2 separate regions of the Siniperca chuatsi genome follow, and region 2 is linked to region 1. Evidence: chromatin contacts called from public Hi-C data. All regions are on one chromosome and are shown on one strand. The core of a region is the stretch at or near the end of the contact, and the rest is flanking DNA. Distances in the headings are between cores, read along the strand shown.

Region 1 (4,151 bases), core at 783-3,282:
GTCAGTGTCTTCCAAAAAGGCTGATATGAGTGTTTTCTGATCTGATGCCCCCTTGGTTAAGTTTAGGTAGGTAGGTGTATTTTTTTTAACCTTTTGGACAGAGCCAAGCTATCTGTTTCCCCCTGCTTCTTTACGCTAAGCTAAGCTAACCGTCTTCTGGCTGTACCTTCATATTTAATATGAGAAGTGGTATGAACCATGTCATCTAACTCTCGGCAAGAGAAGGAATAAGCACATTTCCCCAAAATGTCTAACTGTTACTTTAAGGTTAGGAAAAGATAATGATCATGGTTTGGCATATGGAAAGATTGTGTTCATTGTTACAAGAAAACAGCTTTGATGGCTGGTAGGAGAGAGGACGCAAACCCTGCTCTCCAGTTTTCAAGTCCGACGCTTTCCAACAACCAACAACCTCATGCTACTAAATATAAACGCAGGCTGTTTTAACAAAAAAACCAGTGCTGTAATTTTTCTGGACTGCACAGGAATTTTTTGCAGTCATAATTTGTGACCTAGTAATCTTGTAAGTAATGCAAGTACTTAAAAGAGGTCAGGAAACTTGTCATTTTAAGCTTTTGAGCAAATATCCAGTGCTGTTGTTTATATGGTAAAGACAGTGAATGGATGAATGTGTATGAATAATATATGAAATTTAAAGTGCGCATTTGAAAAACTCACACTCTTCTCTGTCTTCTCCCCAGCTGCCCTGGGTTTATCTGTGGCCTTCATCTTGAAATTCAGAGACAACATGTTCCATGTGCTGACAGGCCAGATCACCACTGTTCTAGTTACTGCCCTCTCCCTCTTCCTCTTCGACTTCCGCCCTTCGCTGGACTTCTTCCTCCAGGCTCCCATGGTCCTGCTGGCCATCTTTATCTACAACGCCAGCCGGCCCAAGGACCTGGAATACAGCCTGCAGCAGGAAAAACTGCGGGTCATCAACGGAGAGGTGTTCGAGAGGTCCAGAGGGGTAGGGAGCAAACCACAAAAACCACAAACCTTCACTAGTCACGCACACAAGCCCACACACTCCTCCACCCAGCGTCACTCGCCTTACCTCCAGGTAAGGGGGTAAGGGTCCTCTCCTCCCACACACATACCGAGTTCTCTGTAGGAAACTTGGCTCTCATTTCTCTATAATGTGATTTCTTCAATGCAGGAGGAAACCTGATTCCCTTGTAAACAGCATTCAGACTCATGCTGGTGCCTTTCATTAGGTCAATGTGGTCTATTGGATTTTGAAAGAGGAAGCTATTAAACAGAACAGATGTCTATGGGGGCCTTATGAGGACACTGTCCTGGAGTTAGTGGGACTTTGAGGTTGTTTCCATGACCAGTGGCCAACTTAGAAAGTTGGTGTTTGGTGATGATACTTAGATGTTAATATTAGAAAGGCCTTTGTGTCTGCAGGTTTGTCCACTGGATTTCACCACTTCTGCATGTATTCTGATTTGCTCTTTGTGTTTTCTGTCGTAGGACGGCGAGGAGCTGGAGCTCCTGACAAAGCCCAACACAGACAGTGAATCTGAGGAGGAGTCTTTGTAGTACTGAGTTATGGCTCTTCTACAAGACAGAACATTTTCTTCTTCACTGCAGCTGATATTAAGCTGCACTATAGACTTGTTCTCTTTGACGCAGCATGGTCTCAGATTCTACCTGTCAAAGCATTTACTTGAATGACTGTCAGCGTTTAAACAGTGACAGACAGTGTTGATGGACTGATGAACTGTGTCGGACACTTGTGATAACTAAGGCTATTGTTTATATTTTGAAATGTGCCTGTCTGTGTATGAGTGCTGTCATCAGTGTAGTGGAAGATAAATCAATATATGTGCTGGGAAATAATTGTCACTGTTTTTGGGATCATTAAGGTTTTCTGATATGGATAGTTTCTTTCCTCTGATTCCTGTTGTATGTGCAGCTGTTTGACTGCTTGCAGGTGATTGATTGTTTTAATGACCAGCAGCCAAATTTCAATTCAATTGTATTTATATAGCACCATTTCATAACAGAAGTTATCTCACTGCACTGCATTGCACATTTCAGACAGTTTTATGATTGTATATGGATTTGTTCTGTTTTGAATTGTTGTTGGCATTGTGTAAAAGAAGTGTTTATTCAATCTATGGTCAATATTTAAACACTGTGGAAAACTTAAGCAACAGTCCAGTACACATCCACAACCTATTCAAACATTTCCATGTAATTGTAAATTATACGTTACCAGAAATGTACACACACAACAGGACTGTGTTTCCATTACAGTGCACAGGGCTTTCTATTTTTCTGCTCACTCAGTGTATTTTATTAAACATGAACCAGAATCAGAGCATTGACATAATAGACCAGTTAGTATGCCTGAATTTCTGAAAGCACAACAAACTGGCTCTTGGTTCTTGGCCTTGAACATTTTTTTTTTGTAACATGACTAGTATTGATGTATTGCAGCTGTGAAATACTATGAAATGTATTTCTTTTAAGATTCTTGTTTGTGCCATTAAATTTTAACATGTATGAATGTTAGTTGTTCTGAAATCAACTGCAAGTAAAGGGCTTTAATTTTGTCTAAATATAAGTGACAGTAATGGAATTTAAATTCACACGTAGCAATAGCAGTATGGCAGAGGAGGTGGAGATCTGAGGGAAGAAAGGGACCATAGATATGCTGACAAGGGTGGGGACGAAAGGTAAAGTAGTGTTGGGAAACAGGAGAGTACAGAGAAGTGAAAAAAGAAAAGAATGATTGTGGATGAAAACTGATGGCAGGAGAGGATGGACCAGGAAGAAGGAGGAAGAGAAGACAAGTAGAAGATACGATAAAGAGGAGGCAGTTGGGAAAGAAGTGATGAACCTCGTTGTATTATCATTGTGTAACTATGATTTTTGTTCCCCTGGAATGTTCCAGAGCTTCATTAAATCAACATTGTGTTAATGTTTAGTGAAATATTACAACATAAAGTAAAATATTATTACCCAAAAGCAGCTACATCATTACATACACATTTAAGCTGAATTTTGTATGTTTTATGTTTGGAAATCCCGGAGGAAAACAATTTTCAGTTCTTGGCTGCACAATATGGGTTGCTAATAACAGACCCACTAAAGGGACCATGAGGTTAAGGAAGTTGAAAGCCATCTTTATTATTTTTCATTACCACTGTAGTACAGCACACATGTTTCTTAATATATGACAGGGTTGTCTTCATTCTTACATGAGACAAAAAGGGTGTAGGGTACACACACCAAAAAAACCCCAATTGTTTTTAAACAGGTGCTGGGTCAAAAAGCAAACTGAAGGCAAGAATCAAACAAAAGACCCGCACACTGTACTAATAGCTCCCGTCAGTGTTTACTGAGCAATGCCTGACGAAGATCTCCATTAGATCGAAACGTTGCTCAGTAAACATTGACGGGAGCTATTAGTACAGTGTGCGGGTCTTTTGTTTGATTCTTGCATTCATTATTATGTGGCCAATAATGGCCAAAGTATTTCCCTTCATCATCTTATTAGGCCACTAGGAGGAGATGTAGCTTAAAAGACTCTTGCACTGCTTAAGTTTCGACTGAAACATTGCAGGTGAGCATTGATAAACTGTGCACAGCAAGCAATTCAGAGACCATTACTGGTAGTAAACAAATGTTTATTTGTCATATAGCACAATAGAGTATAAATAAGAACATTGTATAGCAACAGAAACTTTACAAAAGAGAAATAATGTGACAGCTTATTTTCATATAATAATCAATAACTGCACAAATGCAACAGATGTCCAATAAATACATATATGTCTTATTTTAGCCCATTATCTACAAAATAAAGGTCTGTGCTGATGACATGACTATGTAAATTTGACCTGGAATGCAAGTGAAGGAGAGGAATAATATAATAACGTGCAAAACACTCTTTGTTTGAAGTCAGAAATGACAAATCCATAAAACAAAAACTAAGTCCACAACAGATCCCTGAACCTCCCGGCTCATCTACACGTTTGTTGACTAACCGGCTCTGATTAAAGCCCCTTGCAAAAATTACCATTACTTGCAGCATACTATGCTATATATATCTCAAAGAACTGGATAGGTGAAAGCAACAGTTTTGAGGCTTTCACTAAGTGCTACAAAACATTCAGGGACCTCACTCCATCTGAGCC
Region 2 (4,421 bases), core at 1,908-4,407, 36 kb after region 1:
CACAAAATGGGAATTTGGTACCATAAGGACTTTTGAACTTTTGAAAACACCCGCTTGCTCAGTCTAAAGAAATGTATACATCCAAAGCAGTAATACAGGGATGGGATGAAGTGAACATGATCCTAATCTGAAACATGAGGTCTGACATTTTAAGGTTGGTCATCAGAATCAGAATCAGAATCAGAAATACTTTATTGATCCCCGTAGGGAAACTCTTTGTTACAGCAGCTCGACTTTACGTCAGTGCACACAGGAGAAAACGATATTATACACTATAAACAGGTCAGAAATAAATTAAGTAACATGTTGGTATAAGTATAAGATAAACTAAGTGTCGAGTACCAAGTGGGTTTACTGGTAGATGGTGAGTACAGTATAAATACAATGTCACTAATTATGTAATATATAATAGTAAAAGCGGAGGTGCATGTACTGTCGAGAGTAATTGAGGTATATCCGTAACAATAAATAAGAAAAACTAACAAGGGAAAACTAATATTGCACTTGAGGAGTAAACAGAATATTGCACAATTATTATTAATTATGGCGGAGATGTAATGCTCAATGACCAGTTTAGTGACCTAGGGTCAAACAATCTTTTCTCTTGATCTTTTCTATCAAATCTGTAAAGTCTTATAGGCAACACAAGATGCTGCGTGGATTCATTAACAAGCTTTCAAAGAAGCACAGTATCAGATCCTCATGCAAGATATGCGTGAGACAGAACAAGAAGAGAAGGGAGAGATGAAGAGAAGGTTGTGTACGAGTGAATAATCATTATCAGTCGTTGCACATTTCCAGGCTGAGGGCTTGAAAATGATCTTTCATGTTAGTCTGATATCTCTCATTTCAACATTTCAGCATATTTCAGCCGTCAGAGCAGAGAAACTGGGTGTAATTCTGCCATGCTAAATACATATGGAGAAAGGTTATTGGTTACAGAGTTTGGAACCGAGCTTTGAATTTTCAACAGAAAACACACCCATATTCTAAAAGGGAGCCAAGATAAGCTTTCCCAAGTGTCCCAACTTGAAACACTTTCTGGTGTCTTTGACACTGACACAACAGTCGCATTGTGGAGCAGAGAGGCAGACAGTCTGTGTTATACTAATGTTGACATTTCACAGAGACAACAGCAGTGTTACCGGTACAGTGACAGTTCCAATGATCACAAAGTCTCTTCAACACAGACTGGACAACTTTCTTTACACAATTACACAAATGACTGTGTGAAAAATATCACATCGTTTGAGACCAGAACTGAGCAAAAAATGAGCTTTCAAGTAACATTTGAATATGATGTAAAGAGTATGTTTAAGTTCACAGTTAATGTGATATAGAGTATTATACAGTATATTACTCTAATATTGGTGTAACTTAGGTCTACTATTTAAACTACTTACTATAGTAAAGTAGTCAGCATGAGCCCTCACAGCCAATTATTAAGCACTTTTGAGTCAGTCCCATGCTTATTTTCAGGCCTCACTATGAACTAGAACCAGGAAAGTCAAAGGTCGATGTAAATAGCTGTCAATTATTTGAGATTACTAAAGCACCATGGAAAAGCGATTTGCTGTGGATCCAGTTCAGCTATCCTCTCAACGCCCTCCCTCTTGCACACTGTAGCAGCTCAAGCTTGAACGACAAGATTGTTGCGGGTGGATTTCATGGAGTGTCACCAGTGAGTGGGTTATTCCCATTCACAGTCATTTCCTGGCCTTTCATCCCTCTCTCCCAGGCATCCTTTTCTGGAGGAACGCAGACGGGAGCTGATGGTCTGTTGAGATGAGAGAGAGCTCTACACTGAGACACTCAGATAGGAGGGGGTAGTGGAAGAAAACACATGTTTAATACAGTTAAATCTCAAAGATGTGGAGCAATCAAGAGCCTTAATAGGTCAGACTTTGAGAGTTTGTGATCTGGGATCCATGCTTAGCTGTGGTGATGGATCCCAGTGGTGGACTACAAGAAGATAAAATGAATTACAGCTGCACCAAAAACATCCAAATGGTCTGTAAAGTCTTAGTTTTAGAAAGAATGCGGAAGTGAACTGGAAACATAAAAGTGAGGCTACATTCAGACAAATGAACCTAACCTGTCTTGCAAAAACAAAGTTTTGAGCATCGGAGGAAATATTTAGAAAATCAAACCACAATAAAATCAATCAGGGTCAAAAATCACGTCCAAGAATTGCAGTGTGTTGAAAACTGCAGTTTTCCACTCAGCGCTGGGTCTCTTTCCAGGGACATCTGTGTCTGACTCACTTGGTGAAGAAGTACGCCAGCCCCACAGCTGGTTTGGCAAATGAGAGCCATGAGTTCTGTTCAGTGATGGGACTGCGCGTTGTGGACTGACAGATTGAGGAGAGGCGGAGAAAGGCTCTGGCTGAGTCTGCCGCTTCATGCTCCATAAATGGCACAGATGGCCACGATCGCTCGCTGAAACTGAAGCAAGAGACATACAAAGATAGTCTCAAAATAGGTCTGAAAGCATTTAATAACTGCTAATGTTTTGCCTGATCTACTTTCTTTTGATCACGTTTTAGAATAGTGACATTACAGTAATTGCTAACATTTGGACTGTATGAATAGAGGAACTTTTTATGCTAGCAATCTGGCTCTGAGGATGACCATGTCAGTGTGTCAGTCGGTCGGTCCACCACTTTGGTCCAGACTGAAATATTGGATGGATTGCCATTAAATTTAGTACAGATACTTGTGTTTCCAAAAGGATGTATCCTAATGAGGTTTCACATTTGTGGTTTTGAGTGAAATCTCTCAACAATGGGATGAAATTTGGTTTAGACATGCATGCCCCCCTCAGGATGAATTGTAATAACTTTGGTGATCCCTTAACGTCTCCTCAATGCTGTCATCAGGTCATTTTATTGTGTGTAATACTTTGGTTTATGACCAAATACCTGCAAAAATCATGACATTCCCATCAGCATCAAGTTGTACTTGAGGCTAATTAGCAAATGTTAGCATGCTAACTGGCTAAACTAAGGTGGTGAATATGGTAAACATTATACCTGCTAAACGTAGCATTGTCATTGTGAGTGTGTAAGCCTCACAGAGCCGTTAGCATGGCTGGAGACTCTTGCTGTGCTCTGGAAATTGGAAACAATTTCTTTACTCTTTACTCCCTGAAGTATGCAGCAGCTTGTAACATTTGCTTTTCTATTTGAGCGCAGGTTTTGCAACACCCAGGTCTTTAGAGACCATGAGCTAAATATATCTGTCCAGAATCAACAGAGCCTGGACTATATGTGTAAAACCGAGCAAAACAAACCTGGACAAGGTACACACCATATTGACACATGTACTGTACGTGTTTAAAACAAACTCACAGCTAAACATAGTACAAGGCTATTTCTGCCTATTGTGAGTTGAAACAGGCCGGTGTCCAAAAAGCTCTCGGTACTTTTCCAAAAAGCCCTCCTTGTTTGGAAGCAGCTGAGGAATCTGGGTGTTCTGTTTGTATCATAAGGAGAACCTCTGACCTGAACAATTTGTTAGGGAAGTAGTATAGTATCCCTTTACCCTAGAGACATGTCTGTCTCATTGTTCCAGTGTATTCTAATGAAGTTTTTCCAATAGTGAATTCAAGGAGTTTACAAAAAACATATCAAAGTAGTTCTTATGAAACGTTTGTCTAACTGAACATTAGTTATATTATTATTATTCTGTGGAGGTTTTACTACACCAGTGATGTCATCATGAATGTCTAGGGCTAATGTAAGTAACAGGTTTCCTTCTTCCTATGTTGTCCTATGTAGAGCAGACATCCTGGAACCTGAGGAAACCCAGTCCCACGATACGAGCCTTCGCCCCCCAGCTGAGACAGAGCTGAATCAGGCGACAGGCACTTCCCTCCCAGTGTTTCCACTGACATCACCTTACATACAGGATTCAGACAGACGTGGGGGAGTGAAGTTAACTATTACAGCATCCTAGAGCTATGAAGTGCTACTGCACCTCATGACAGCTGCCATTTGTTGTCCTGGAAACAAGCAATGCGTCATGCACCAGGAGTCACAGACTTGACGTTGCAGCTATGACTGCCTAAATAATTTCCTTTCTACTAACCTGGGAGATAGGGCAATTCAGAAATAATTTATAATACCCATGACAGTCCACTCCAAATATTAACACTACATAAAATGTGTGTGTATTTTACAAGATATACATACAATAATCTATTCTGATGAGAAAATGAAACCATAATCCCCACCAACACTTCCATGGCCGTGTCTCTGTTAAAGTTTCTGAGATCATCAAAGCGATTCATATATGGGCCGCATGAAATCTTGAATTTGTGATACGCTGTGCATGAAATAAGCTCATTTTCGGAGACTGACCCTTTCACACATTCAAAACTGACTGTTCATTCAGCAGTCATCAAGGCAGGAACATTCTGCT

The links. A called contact is a pair of places that touch in the nucleus more often than the background predicts.
Region 2: a Hi-C map of skeletal muscle shows a contact between it and region 1, with 7 times the contacts expected there. The contact joins two enhancer-like sites. A contact is called at or near these places in 2 of 3 Hi-C or Micro-C datasets (skeletal muscle and an unstated tissue).

The regions. Positions count from the first base shown.
Region 1 is chrLG12:26,725,164-26,729,314 of ASM2008510v1, forward strand. It overlaps slc35a5 (probable UDP-sugar transporter protein SLC35A5), which reads left to right. Exons shown (of 10, transcript XM_044216239.1): 9 at 702-970; 10 at 1,477-2,514. The coding sequence ends at 1,545. It overlaps ccdc80 (coiled-coil domain-containing protein 80), which reads right to left. Exons shown (of 10, transcript XM_044216236.1): 10 at 3,625-4,151. Among protein-coding and RNA genes, the nearest start is that of slc35a5, 8.6 kb to the left of the region's middle. Within about 2 kb of position 2,033, the one cell type or tissue checked has an H3K27ac peak away from gene starts, as active enhancers do.
Region 2 is chrLG12:26,759,939-26,764,359 of ASM2008510v1, forward strand. It overlaps LOC122885321 (a long non-coding RNA gene), which reads left to right. Exons shown (of 3, transcript XR_006380092.1): 3 at 3,779-4,421. Among protein-coding and RNA genes, the nearest start is that of LOC122885321, 3.8 kb to the left of the region's middle. Within about 2 kb of position 3,158, the one cell type or tissue checked has an H3K27ac peak away from gene starts, as active enhancers do.